Regions from separate parts of the Oryctolagus cuniculus genome. Here region 2 is linked to region 1. A link is a contact called in public Micro-C data. All regions are on one chromosome and are shown on one strand. Each heading gives the region's core, a stretch centred on a gene start, on an enhancer-like site or on the middle of the called end of the contact. The rest is flanking DNA. Distances are from core to core; before and after follow the strand shown. Region 1 has its middle 74 kb from the start of IFFO2. Region 2 holds the start of IFFO2 (intermediate filament family orphan 2).

Evidence for each region. Hi-C and Micro-C count contacts between places; a contact is called where the count stands out from the background.
Region 2: a Micro-C map of ear pinna shows a contact between it and region 1, with 1.8 times the contacts expected there. The contact joins the promoter of IFFO2 here to the enhancer-like site in region 1. A contact is called at or near these places in 3 of 6 Hi-C or Micro-C datasets (ear pinna, skin fibroblasts and an unstated tissue).

What each region holds. Positions count from the first base shown.
Region 1 is chr7:151,552,372-151,559,422 of mOryCun1.1, reverse strand. No RefSeq gene overlaps it. Among named protein-coding and RNA genes, the nearest start is that of IFFO2, 74 kb to the left of the region's middle. Within about 2 kb of position 3,337, at least 2 of the 8 cell types and tissues checked have an H3K27ac peak or open chromatin away from gene starts, as enhancers often do. A contact at or near this core is called in ear pinna, where this site is marked.
Region 2 is chr7:151,625,749-151,632,700 of mOryCun1.1, reverse strand. IFFO2 (intermediate filament family orphan 2) reads right to left here and starts at 2,449. Exons shown (of 9, transcript XM_008265794.4): 1 at 1,532-2,449. The coding sequence starts at 2,193.

The sequences.
Region 1 (7,051 bases), core at 2,088-4,587:
GTAGTAGACCCAGAAGAAGCTCCTGGCTCCTGGCTTTGGCCTGGCTCAGCCCCAGCCATTGTGGCCATTTGGGAATGAACCCTCGGATGGAAGATCTTTCTCTCTGTGTCTCTCCCTCTCCCTCTCTCTCTCTATGTAACTCTGCCTTTCAAATAAAATAAAGGTTTTAAGAAAACAAAGGGACAGTGTGGCTGCTCGCACTGTTGGAACAGTGCTACTCGCCAGTGCATCTCTGTCCTAGACGGAGGATCAGTATGCGTGTGTGTGTACATGTGTTCACGTGTGTGTGCACGTGTGTGTGTACCTGTGGGTGTGGGTATGCACACACGCACGTGTGTGTGTGTGTGTGTGTGTGGAGGGCTTACATATTTTAGGCTCTGTGTGTCCTCTCTGCTCATCTTGGTACATTCTTCTGTTGTTTGTTTTCACAACCCTTTAAAAACACAAAAGCTGCTCTTACTAACTGGCTGCACAAACACAGGCCAGGGCAGCATTCGGGCACCAGCCTGGACTCTACACACCCAGAGACGTCAGTAAGGAGAGAAAGGTCGGGGCTGCTGGGTGGCGCAGGGCTTGCGCTGCACGCGACGCTGGCCTCTCTCGCTGGAGCACTTGGTTTGATTCCCAGCGGCTCTGCGTCTGTTGCAGCCCCTGCGAATGCAGGTGGCCCAAGCGCTTGGGCCCCTTGTACCCCCGTGGGAGGCCTGGGTAGGGTTCCTGGGCCTGGCTTCGGCTTGGCCCAGCCCTGGATATGGAGACCTTTTGGAGAGTGAACCGGCAGGTGGAAGAGCTCATTCGTGCGTGCTGTCTCTCTCTCTCTCTCTCTCTCTCTCTCTCTCCCTCTCTCTCTCTGCCCACGCCCCCCCCCCACCAGTCACTCTGCCTTTCAAATAAATGCATCTTAGAAAGGGAGGAGCATTGTAAACCCCCCTCCAGGAATCGGCACTGTCGACATTTCGGCCGGTTTCTCTAGGCTCTTGCATAATCTACATTTTACAATGGAGAGTTAAACCCTCCTACTGTTCACTCACTGGCCATGTACAGTCAACAGCCAGGGGTGGCCCAGCTTCATGCCACTGATGGTGGAGCCAGGATGCTGGCTTTGGGGTGTTCTTTTTTTTTTTTTTTAAGATGTATTTATTTGAAAGGCGGAGTTACAGAGAAAAAGAGGCAGAGGCAGAAAGAGAGAGATTTTCCATTCGCTCGTTCACTCCCCAAATGGCCGCAATGGCCAAGGCTGGGCCAGGCCAAACCAGAAGCCAGGAGCCTCATCTGGGTCTCCCACAGGGGTGCAGGGGCCAAACACTTGGGCCATCCTCCACTGCTTTCCAAGGAGCACTAGCAGGGAGCTGGATCAGAAATGGAGCAGGTGGGTCTCAAACTGGCACCCATATGGGTTGCAGGCACTACAGACAGAGGCTTAACCCGCTACACCGCAGCGCCAGCCCCCAGGACAGGCAGTGCTGCGTGGCATGGGCCTCGCCGTGTCCTTGACTTCGTCTCTGTTGGGTGTAGTCAGAGAGACCGGAATGGGTGGAGTTGCTGGACTGTGTCCCCCGCAGGACCCCCGCAGTGGACACAAGGAAGTGCTTCTTGCTGGCTATTTTGTTTTATTGTTTATATTCCTTCTCTCGTGGCTTTCCAGCCTCGGTGCAGAGGAGCAAATGGCGCTGGTGGACACAGAAGCAGAGGCGCCGGCCGGCACCTGCTCCGACCCCCAGAGCAGATGAAGCCCCGCCGTGCAGCGGGCCCAGATGATCAGGGCCTGGCCAGGCGATGGAGCCGCCAGCCCTGAGCCCTGAGCCCCGGAGCTCTCTCTCAGGCCAGGCGACACGGAAGTGGCCCCTGCCACAGATGTCTGTGAGGGCAGCTGACGTGTGCAGACTCCAGGAGACCCACTCCTCGCCTTCCAGGGAGAGTGGGGAAGACGCCCTGCAAAGCCAGCCCTGGCGGTCAGGAGCCCCTGGGCCCGTCCTGGGACAGCCAGGTGATTGACAGGCATGGGGTTGGGGGGGCAGCAGCCCCGTGCAGGATGAAAGCCCAGAATGCATAGTGGACCCCGTCCAGGCGCATACGGACTCGTCCAAGTCTCCCACCCTTACAGGGACGAAACCAATAGCGCAGCGGGGGTGGCGAACTCGCCCGGGCACACCGTGGGCAGTGGGAACCCTGCGCCAGGCTCTCTGCCTGCCTTCAACACCGGTGCTCGGGGCCTGGATCCCGCTGCGGGTGGGGGTACACCCCCACCCTCTAGAACGGGTGCACCTGCAGGAGTCCCCAGGCCGACGGGAGCTGTGCCCTCCTCTGAGCAATGGGCGCCTCACACCGCCCCACACAGCCCACAGGAGGGCTGGCAGGGGGCGGACACGAGAGGGAGGACTGGAGGGGGTGACCCCGGGCTGAGGCAGCCTGCAGGGAGCCGTCCTGGAGAAGCGGCCCCTGTGTGCCTCTCACAGCCGGGGGCCCTGGGCTTTCCAAACCTTTCCCTGCCCCACCCGGTCCAGAGTTCCTCCCCACCTCCCCTGGGTGTTGTGACAGCGTCTGCCTGGGCTTCCTGCCACCTGTCTCCACCTTGTGTCCACCCTCCCCACCCTGTCGCAGGCGCCACTGCCCTTGAAACAGAACCTGGCCTTGTCACTGTCTGGCCCCAAACCCCTCTGCGGCCCCCAGCGTCCTGGTGGTTTCCTCCCTGGATCTCGGGGTAGGGGGTACCCCCTCCTCAGTGCCCCATGTGGCTCTGGGTAAGTCTGAAACCTCCGTGGGGGGCTGAACATTTGGCACAGTGGTTAACGCGCCCCATGGGACATCCACGAGCGGGGTTCAAGTCCCCGCTCCACTGCTGATCCCAGCTTCCTGTGATCCACACCGTGGGAGGCGGCAGGTGATGGCTCAAATGCTTGGGCCCCTGCCACGCACCTGGGAGGACCAAGTTGAGTGTGGGCACTTGGCTTCAGTCTGGCCAGTGTGGCTGCTGCAGGCATTTGGAGCATGAACCAATGAATGGAAGATGGATCTGTCCATCTGTCTGTCTATCATCTATTGATCTAGCTACCATCTGTCGTCTATCATCTCACCCTTCCACATATATAACAATAAGAAAGAGATCTCCGTGTGTTCCCTTCCCCGGGGCCCAGCAGGAGCTGGGAAGACCCTCACCTTCACACCCCAGTGCCCACGCCCAGAGTCAGCCCGCAGCCCCAGGTCCAGGACCCAGCGACGGCAGGGGAGCAATGGGCCCGGGGCCACGCTCCGCGCACTGACTACCTGTCCGGGGCTCCGGCCCACGTGCCAGCCCGGGTGGAGCTGGGGTGCCAGTGAGAACCCAGCAGGCCAGGCAAGAAGGTGCTTGTCTGAGAAGCCAGGCAAGGGTGACCTCACCGCTGAGTCAGCCTCCCCGCGGGCTCCCCCCTCCCTGGAGGGGCAGCGCCTGGGACAGTTTCAACAGGCAAGGTGCATGGTGGGGGCCAACAAGCGAGGCGGGTGAGTCAGGGAGGGGGGACGCCTTGCCCTTCAAAGGGAGCCGCCTCCCTCGCACCTGTCCCTCCGCACACGTCACTCCCACGCAGGAAAGGGGAGAGGGTGGCCACGGGAGGCAGGAGGCCCAACTAGCATTCATCCGGGAATCAGGGAGGACAGCAGCCGGGCCCGATTCCCGCTTCCTGCTACTGTGCACCCTGCGAGGCAAACGCGAGAGGCCTGGATGGAGTATTTGGCTCCCGGCTTTAGCCTGGTCCAACCCCAGCCACTGCGGGCATTTGGGGAATGACACAGTGAAGGATGGGAGATTGATCTCTCTCTTTCTCTCTCTTTCAAAAAAATAATTGTTTTTCTTGCATCCCACAGGAGTAAGTATTCCCCGGAAAAGCCTGGAGCCTGACTTTGGAGGCCCAGCGCAGTCGACAAAAACCCCAAAGTGAAGCCCCCGTGCTCCTCACTCGCGCAGTGGAACACCGGCCAAATCCACGCCGCGACAGGACCGCCACGTGGCCACGTACGCGCCGGCAGCCACACCCAAGAGGAAAGGTCTCCAGCGAAACGCATTTCAACCCGGCGTCTCCGTAACCCCGACAGGCGCGGCACACAGGAAGTGGTGACGGGCTCCCGACAGCCTCGTCCGCGTCTGGGTCTTCCCAAGCCAGCGTGTGTTGTACGCCTGCGACTTCCTGCATTTTGACTGTGTAGGTCTCCTTCAGGGCGCAGGGGTCTTGTGCACGGTGGCCACCTAGAGCCTTGCCAGTTCTGTGACTCGGAGGGCGTTGGGCGTGGCGGCCTCGATGTGCCTGGGACCCCCGCATCCCACACAGAACGCGCTGGGCTCCATCCTAGCTCTGTTCCCTGTTCCAGTTCCCGTGCACCCTGGGAGTGAGCAGCTGACGGGTCCTGGCCACCCCCTTGCAAGGCCTGGGCTTTCTGGCTCCTGGCTTTGGGTTGGCCCAGCCCCAGCCACTGTGAGCCTTTGGGGAACGAAACAGCTCTCTATATACTGTCTCTGTGCCCTTCGAAATAATAAATTTTTTAAAATTTTTATTTATTTATGTGAGAGGTAGAGTACAGAGAGAGAGAGGTCTTCCATCCGATGGGTCACTCCCCAATTGGCTGCAAAGGCTGGAGCTGTGCCAATCCAAAGCCAGGAGCCAGGAGCTTCTTCTGGGTCTCCCATGTGGGTGCAGGAGCCCAAAGACTTGGGCCATCATCCACTGCTTTCCCAGGCCGTAGCAGAGACCTGGATCGGAAGAGGAGCAGCCGGGACTCGAACTGGTGCCCATATGGGATGCCAGCACTGCAGGCAGCAGCTTTACCCGCTACACCACAGCGCCAGCCCCCAAATAAACTTTTAACTCCACTTTCCACAAATTTTTTCAAGTCCCTTCAGACATGGCTGGGCTGGGGTTCAGCTCCTGGCCACCTGGCTCCTGGGCCCCTATGCTGGTGCCCGGGTCTACACTGCTGGCCCCCGGGGACTGAGCGGAGACGCCTGGCTCAGCGTCTGGCCTGCAGGAGACCCTGCATCAAACCGTCACTGCTGCTACCACCCTCAACCGAAGCCAGCGCCAGCGTGGGAAGCGCCCCTGGGTGACCTCCCAGCACCAGGCCACAGCTGGGTCACAAGCTTCCCCTGCACCGAGGGGAATTCGGCTCAGAGGCAGCTTCCTCATGGCTCAGGTGTGGAGGCCTCCGAGGGAGGATGATTCAGGAGCTGAAGAGCCTGGGGCTTGTGGCTCTGGGGACCGGGGGCGGGCAGGGAGGGGCCTGGTGGGAAAGGCAGCCCCGACAGCGGCCCCAGGGCCAGAAGTCAGGTGTGGGCGACTCGTCTGGGTCCCACGGCCAGGCTCTTTGGAGTGGGCAGGGTTCAGGGCACTGTGAAGGTGGGGCTCAGAGGTCAAAGGCTCAGGAGCCTGGACGCGCCCTTGGCCAAGATGCTTGCCCGCCCGGGCCTGGGAAGGAAGGACGGACCTGCTTTAGGACAGGGTCAGCCACAGCCAACTCAAGGAAGTCTGATTCCACCTGGTCCCAACGACTTCCAGCTTCGGGTGAGGCAGGCAACAGCTGCTCTAAAAATCACCCAGGCGCCTACTTTTTCCCACCATCCCCCTGCAACGGCCGCAGAGTCCGTGCCACTCATGGCTGGACCATCTCAGACCAAGATGGCTCCCCACAAGCCGCCCGATGGCCTGCAGCAGGAAACAGAAGCATCCCTGTCCCAGCATCCCCCCCCATCCTGAGACTCACTCTGATTGGTCCTGCTTTGATCACGTGTCAACCCATGAGCCAATCCCTGAAGCCAAAGCATTGGTGTATACCCATTGGCCGAATTCAGGTCACATGCTCCAGCTGGGTCTGCACCTGGCAACGGGGACGTTCAGAAGGGGGGAATTGGTTCTCTCCGAGCCGGTGAGCCCCACTGGCCCCGCTTCCGTGGGTGCTGCTGCCTGACTGAGTGTCACAGGCGAGCTGCTCCCCTCTCTAGCTCAGGGCACTACCGCAAGCGTTTCTAACTCTATTCTAAAGGACATTTTTTTTTTGCGAGATGTTCCTGTCCCTGCCTGCAGGGGGCGCCAGCACAGTGGCGGGTACACAATCCCAGCTGAACTGACCAATGTCCAGAGAGCCCCGACACCAGGGAGTAACCGGGGATCCCGTCTGCAGAGGAGAGGGACCCTCTGCCCCCTCAGCCCTCTCAGAGAAACCCAGCTGGGGCAGACCTTTAGGACCCCCACGTCCACATCTGGGTGCCAGGATTCAGGTCCTGGCTCAGGCGCCTGACTCCAGCTCCCTGCTGAGCGCCCCCTGGGAGGCAGCCGTGGTGGCTTGGGCAGCTGGGTCCCTGCCACCCTCATGGAAGACATGGTTTGAGCTCCTCCCTCCTGGCTTCATCCTGGAATTTGGGGAGTGAACCAGCGGGTGAGAGTGCTGTCTCTCTCGGCCTCCCTCTTAAGTACATAAACAAATTTTTAATTAATTAAAAAAAGAAAGAAAGAAAGAAAGACCTTCAGGCCGGTGTTGTAGCTTAGCCGATAGAGCCACTGCCTGTGATGCCAACATCCCATCTGGGCGCCGGTTCATCCTGGTCCCTCCAGCTCCCTGCTGATGCGCCTGGGAAAGCAGCAGAGGACGCCCCAAATGCTTGGGCTCTGCACCCACATGGGAGACCTGGATGAAGCCAGGCTACGGGGAGAGGATGACAGCCACGCACAGAGCTGCCTTGGACTCGGGAGGACGATGCCTGCCCAGTGTCCCTGCAGCCTAGGCTAATGCCAACCTGGTTCAGTAAAATCACAAGGGCTGGCACTGTGGCGTAGTGGGTAAAGCTGCCACCTGCTTCACTTCCGATCTAGCTCTCTGCTGTGGCCAGGGAAAGCAGGGAAGATGGCCTAAGTCCTTGGGCCTCTGCACCCACGTGGGAGACCCGGAGGAAGTTCCTGGCTTCGGATCGGCGCAGCTCTGGCCTTTATGGCCATCTGGGGAGTGAACCAGTGGATGGAAGACCTCTCTCTCTCTCTCTCTGTCTCTACCTCTAGCCCAGGGCCTGATTGCGGCTGGTCCCGAGAAG
Region 2 (6,952 bases), core at 1,200-3,699, 74 kb before region 1:
CCCCACCTGCCTCAGCAGCACCGGCTCAGGCCGGGCCAGCGCTAGAAGCTGACATCACACCCCACGCCCGGGTGCAGCGTGGACAGACCATTGCGCAAGGCCAGCCCGTCTCCCATTAAGACTGGGCACGGTTTTTTCATCTGCTTAGCAGCCAGGTCCAGAAAGCACACACACAATAAAATAAACACAGAACAAAAGCCTGCGGCATGACGACCCGGTCAACGGCGGCGGAGAGGGGAGGCCCAGTCCAGGCCAAAACAAATGCCCATTTCCCTCACCCGCACCAATGAGGCTGACCACGAGGGGCAGACGGGTGGTCTCCCCACGGCAAGGCTCCGGGCCACTCTCAAGTCCTCCGGTGGGGCAGGTACCCCAGGAGAGGCAGGCAGGACCCGCCCCAGAAGGCCACACTCCAGCCTTTCTGCTCCCAGCTGTTCCACACGGTAACCTCGGCTGAGGACCTGAACCCTTCCCCCAGGCACCACCCTCCCAAGCGTCTCCTTCTTCCCTGGGGTGGGACTGAACTGAAGTGCCCATCACCAATGCGACTGCACTTGGAGACAAAGTCCTCAAGGAGATAACTAATCCTCCCCTCCAGCAACCGTGGGCAAACACACGTGCCAGGGCCTCCAACAATCCCCCCGCCCCCAGCAAGTGACGGAGCGGACACTTGAACCCACCTGCCCCGTGCGAGACAGAGGGAGGAGACCCATGCTCCCTGGGCAGGCGGTGCAGGATGGGAGCCAAGGCCCCTCTCAGTTCAGAACCACGTCTCCAAAGGCACGGACGGGTGCCTGTGCCTGGAACGGCAGCCGCCAGGGCCTGGGGTCCCTCCCTCACTCGGGCCAGAGATGCCACAGACAGACCCCTGTCCCCTTATCAGAGATCCCCTGCAGCCAGGACTGTCCACCAGGCCGCACAGCAGCATGTAGCCAGGCCTGTGGGTGATCTGCCGCCCTGCCAGACACGGTGGTCTGCGTCCACTCAATGTCCAGTCCCCCAGCCCCACACGGTGGGCTGGGGACTCAGGCTCCCTTTGATGGGGCTCAATAAACCATGAACTCGCGCAGAGTGGGGAGCAGAGGGGCGCAGGGAGGCCGTGGCCAGGCTGAAGCAGGCAGCTGGACCACAGAGCCATAGCAAGACGCAGACCCTGGCTCCAGGGGGTGACGCCAGGGCCATGCATCTTCAAACACAGGACCTCAGGGATTCAAGGGGGCTGGCTCAGAGTCCCGACTTCTCGGCTGGGAGACAGCCAGCCAGGAGTGGCTGCAAGGCCGGTTCAGATCCCAGCTTCACCAGCGAGCGGCCCCAGCCGCCCCAGGCAAGTCACTGGGCTCCGTGCCCCACAATGTGTTCATCTGCAGGCCAGGGATGGGCCTGTCGCACACCCCGCATCAGCGGACTCCCGGGCCAGGCCCAGGGTCGCGCAGCACCCACCCCCCACCCCCATCTCGCACAGCCCCGGGCCCATCTGCCCACAGCAGCTGCCGCCGGCGCCACCCGCCCGCCCCTCCCGGGGAGCGCTCACCTCCGCTTGTACTCGTCGCGCTCCCGCTTCACCTTGGCCAGCACGTTGTAGAGCGCGCGGATCTCGGGCGTGATGGTGTCGATCTGCACGCCCACGCCGTCGGGGTGCACCCACGACACGCCGGGGCCCTGCACCGTCTCCACGCCGCCGCCGCCCGTGCGCCGCACCTGCGTGTAGCTCCAGATGGTCCCGGGCAGGCGGCCGTAGTGCTGCGGGTGCGAGCCGCCGCCGGGGGCCACCGGGGCCGCGGCGTTGGCGTTGGCGCCCGGCGCCGCGCAGCCGACCCCCAGCCCGCCGCCCGGCGCGGGAGGCCGCAGCAGCTCGGGCCCGGTCTGCACGGCCTGCTCGCGGGAGAAGGTCTTGTAGCGCAGCCGCCGCTCGCGCTCGCTCTGCTGCTGCTCCAGCTGCTTCTCCAGCAGCCGGTTGCGCCGCTCCAGCTCGTGCACTTTGGCCAGGAAGCAGCGGAAGCGCACGTTGAGTCCTTTCAGAAGGTGGATGTTGGAGCCCAGGTCGTCCCGCAGCGCCGCCGTTACGGGCGACGGCCCGGGCCCGGCTCCGCCGCCGCCGCCGCCGCCCCCGCCGGGGCAGCCGCCGCCGCCGCCGCCGCCCGGCGGGCAGCCGAAGGCCAAGGCCATCTCCCCGAACAGCAGCGAGTTGACCATGCGCCGGCTGCGCGGCTCAGGGCCCCGGGCCCGCGGCTCCAGGTGCGGCTCCAGCTCCGGGCAGGGATCCCGGCGCGGCCGGGCCAGGGCGGGCGCGGGCTCCAGCGCGGCCGGCCGGGCGGCCCCAGATGCGCGCCAGATGCGGCCTTCGCGGCGGCGGGCCGACTGCCCCCCGGATGCGGGCGCCCAGGCGAGGGAGGGGTCCGGCCGCTCCGGGACGCGGTGGAGGCCGAGGCGGCCGCGCGAGGACGCTGAGGGTCGCGAGTCCGGGCGCCGGGGCTGTCAGAGGCGCTGTGGAGGGGCCGCGGCAGCCGCACGCAGGGGACTCTCCGCCGGCACTGCCCCTTCTGCGGTGGCCCCGCCCACTGCAGACACGCGCCCCGCCCCCTCCGGGCCCCGCCCCCTCCTCCTCCCTCTGCGGCGATCCCGGCGCCCGAGGCCCCGCCCCGAAGCCCGCAGCGCCGGGCCACGCCCACGGGCCCTTGGCTCCGCCCCCCAAGGGGGGGCCTCCGCTCTCTGCGCCGCGCTGACTGGCCGCGGCAGCTCTGACCCCGCCCAGATCCCCGGCGGGGCCACGCCCTCCCCTGCGCTGGGTCCCGCCGCTGCGCGGGGCTCGGATTCTCTGCGTGGGGACGCGGACCGCAGAGCAGTACCAGGGTTCTGCGGGAACCGCCGCAGAGCCGGCCCGGCCTCTTAAAGGGACCGTCGGGCTCGGCAGCGGGGTCGCCCCCTCTCCCACGTGGTCTGCGGAGGAGGCTCGGCTGCTCTGTCCTCCCTCAACCCCGGACCCTTCCCCCTGCCCCAGATTCCGAGGGATGCGGCCGACAGCGTCCTGGAAGGGCTGAGGGACCACGGCGTCCGCAGGTGCAGCGGCACCCCACTCCCCACCCCCCAGAAGCGGCCTGGATCGACCTTCGCGGGCTAAGGCCGCGCTTCCGCCAGCACGTCCCCCACGCGGCCGAGCGGGCGCTGCTCGCGGTCCCCTCCACCGCCAGGCCGCGCGTCCCCGCCTCCAGCCGAGGGCTCGCTGCCCAGAGACCGGGCACTGCCCAGCCCGCTGGTCTACCGCGAGGGTGGGGCGTGACACCTGCGCGCTCTGCCCGGCCGCCTGCGTCCAGCGGCCGTAGGGGGCAGCATCGGGCGGACGGTCTGCAGGATGCTTGCGTGCTCTGCTTGGTTCTTTCAAACGCGTTTTCACAGCTGCCCCCCTAGAGGCCCAGCTGCGCCCCTCCTGGTGCAGACACTGGTGTATGCGCCGTGTCCTGCTCGCTTGTTACCCCCATTTCACAGAGCAAGTCCCCGAGACCTAGGTAGCCGCCAGGGTTCCAAAGCGCCTGCTCTAAGCGGCCTCTGACACTGCCCCTGCCCGTGAACCTGGGAGGGGAGGTGACCGCGACCTTTGAGCAACTGTGGCTTGTCCAGATACTGTGGCCTGGTGCAGGTTCTTCCAGCCACATTGTTTGAATTGCAGTTTAATTTCTGACTTGTTAGCAACGTTTGTGTTTGTTTTGTCTCTGTGCAGAAGCTTAAGGGCAGGTACCCTGTCTTCCAGGGACAATGCCCCGGTGCTCTGAGTGACAAAGGAAACCCGAGGAGATGGGCTTCCTGTGGGGTGACATGGCTGTGACGGTAGTCTGTGTGCTGTTGAGGCAGGGACAAGAACAAAGCCTCCCGGGAGTTCCTGACCTCAGCCCCAGCCCCTTGCTCCCTGGCGTGGGACAGCCAGCTCCAAAACTCACCTGCCCTGGATCCCTCCTCTGCCCCACGAGCCAATCTGGCCACCGGCTGGCTTCCCTAACCCACAGGATCAAATCCCCTTGAAGCAGGGATTGGCGGAGGATAGGACGCTGCCCGTGACATTGGAGTGGACAGAAGTTCAATCTTTATTTGCACTTTGTTCTAAAATGGTGTTTAGCCTCTCCTTTGAGGGTGAGCGTAGGCTGCGTGTGGAAGTCCTTGTGGTTTGTCCCTATTGGAATCTCGGGTGGGTGTTGTGGCGCGGCAGGTGAAGCCACCACTGGGGTCACAGTGCCTGGGGTCAAGTGCTGCTCCCCCTTACAGCTCCACTTCCTGCTAATGTGCACCCAGGGGGATCACAAGTACCTGGGTCCCTGCCACCCACAGAGACCCAGGCTCCTGGCTTCAGCCTGACCCAACCCAACTACTGCAGGCATTTGGGGAGTGAAACAATTAAAAATATCTCTCTCTACGTCTTTTGCCATCTGTCACCCTCTCTGTGTGTCACTCTGCCTTGCAAATAAATAAATGAAATGTATCTTTAAAAATAAATCAGATTTTTCATATCACACCACAATTATTAAAGATATCTCAGGATAACAAGTAAGCTGCCACAATTCTGAAATCAAAGTCATATTAGACCCACCAGTGAATATTATTTAATGTATTAAGAAAGGACATACATTACTACATCACAAATTTGTCCTTAATCCTTTGATATTTGTATTTTAGTAAAATTGTTGTCATTATAATCCTAAAGCATTTTTAAAAATTATTCTGAGATGAGGTCCACAGGCTTCCCCAGATTCCCAAGGGGCCTGTGGAACACAAAGGGTTGAGGATCCACACCTGGGGATTGGGCTCCCCACAACCTCTCCCAGGAAGGCTCTGTCCTGCCAGCACCAGTGCGGGGCCAGGGTGTGAAACCCTCCCGTGGTGGGATGGGGGCCAGGGCAGGCGGTCCTGTTCAAGCTTAGACACTACAGGCTGAGGGCGGTGCTTCCACAGCTGTGGCGACAGCCAGGAAAACCACCCAGAGGGTGCGCAGGAGACGGAGGAGCCCCGGGAACGGCTGGGAGTGGGCCTGGACTGCAGGGGTCTTCAGCTGAGCGTGATACGTGCCAAGGAGTTGGCGTACACGCTGCCCCATGGCCACAAAGGCCTGGCAGCGAGACGCTATGTGTCTCTGCTCTTTGCAGCTGTCCAGTCCGGTGGACCAACTGTTCCCATCTGCCAGGGACTGGGGCGGGGGGTCTCCCTTGATGCAGGACTTTGACTGCTAAAACCCAGAAAAATTCCAAGCAAGCCAGAACACCTTGTTCACCCTTGAGCCTGTCCATAAAGACATCCTGGCTGGCGGAGTCGGCCAGACAGGGCTGGGAATTTTAGGGGAGCAAGAACCGAGACCCAGAGACAGGGGGTCTCACCCCAGGTCACCTAGAGAAGGGGCAGCAAAACTCGGTCTGGAATTCTGCTCCCATGCCTGGGCTATGGCTCAGCCATACCCGAGCCCGAGAGTTCAGCGATCCATTTCCCTCGGCCCTGAACACCTGCAGGCTGCCTCCCCCAGGCGAGGTCCACAGGGAGCTAGAGGCGGGTCCTCACCAGATGGGCATGATCAAAATAAATAAACAACCCCAGGGGATGCCAGCTTCCACTTGCTGCCTAGAAAGATGGAGGTTCTGTTTGTTTGTTTAGTAGGGCACCTCTTAGGTCCTCAGTCACAGCCGTATGTCTAACCCAGAGGCAAGAGGGGAGAGTGGAAAGAGGCAGGCTGGCTTCCGAGACAGGAGACTGGCTAACGCTTGTGCATCTGTTCCAGCCATGCAACTTGGCAAGTCACTTCATCTTAAGAAAAAAAAAAAAAAGATTTTATTTATTTATCTGAGAGTAGAGTTACAGAGACAGAAAGGTCTTCCATCTGCTAGTTCACTCCCCACATGGGTGCAAAGGCTGGAGCTGAGCTGATCCAAAGCCAGGAGCCAGGAGCTTCTTCTGGGTCTGCCACGCAGGTGCCGGGGTCCAAGCATTGGGCCATCTTCCAATGCTTTCCCAGGCCATAGCAGAGAGCTGGATCAGAAGAGGAGCAGCTGGATGCGAACAGGTGCCCATATGGGATGCCCGCTTAGCCCACTACGCCACAGCACCCGCTCCAGCACTTTGTCTCCCTAAGGCTCCATTTGCTCATCAGGAAATGGGCATAGCTTTACCCACAAAGGCTCTTACGACACTCTTGCCTCACGTCTGCCCTGCCTGGACACTGAACAGCTGCTGAGTTGTTGAATAAATGGAGCAATGAATGAATGAACACATGGCCTTCGTCCTCTGCACTCCCCTGCCGTTTCGCCTGGTGGCTGACTACCCCTCATCCCTTGGGCCTCAGCCCCACGCACAAAGCCATGCTCTGCCAGCACCCTGCAGGCCTGGGCTGGAGGTCAGCACCATTCCACCTGGAGGCAGTCCCAGCCACCTGCAGCCACATCTCCACCCCTCCCACCTCTAACCTTCCAATCCTCGCTGGTCCAGGGTCTCCATTAGGACAGGAATCTCAGACCAGAAGCAGGTCTCACTCATCGCTGTAACCCAACCCTGACGTGGCGCCTGGCCCATAGTAGTTGCTCAACAAAGATGCGTTCAGAGGAAAAAAATGCATGAGCCATTGGTACTGGCAAAATTCCTACACAATGCATAATGAGTGCTTGATAAATGTCTTTGCAAATTCAGTTACATTTATTTGCTTTACAATGTCCTTGAGGAATAGCTGACCTATCGTGAAACTCACCCATTTTGTTGGTTTTTGGGAAGCTTAGCAACTTGTGCAACCACCCGTCTCAGTCATTGGTAGAACATTCTCCATCTCTCAGAATCACTGTGTCCACTTACAGCTGGTTCCCATCTCCACTCCCTGCCCCAGACAACCCCTGGTCCACTCGCATCAGATTTGCCCTTCCCAGAGCCGCTGTCTGAGCGGCATCCTATGGTGGACGGCTGTGTGCCTGGCCTCTTTGTTCATTCCTTTTGA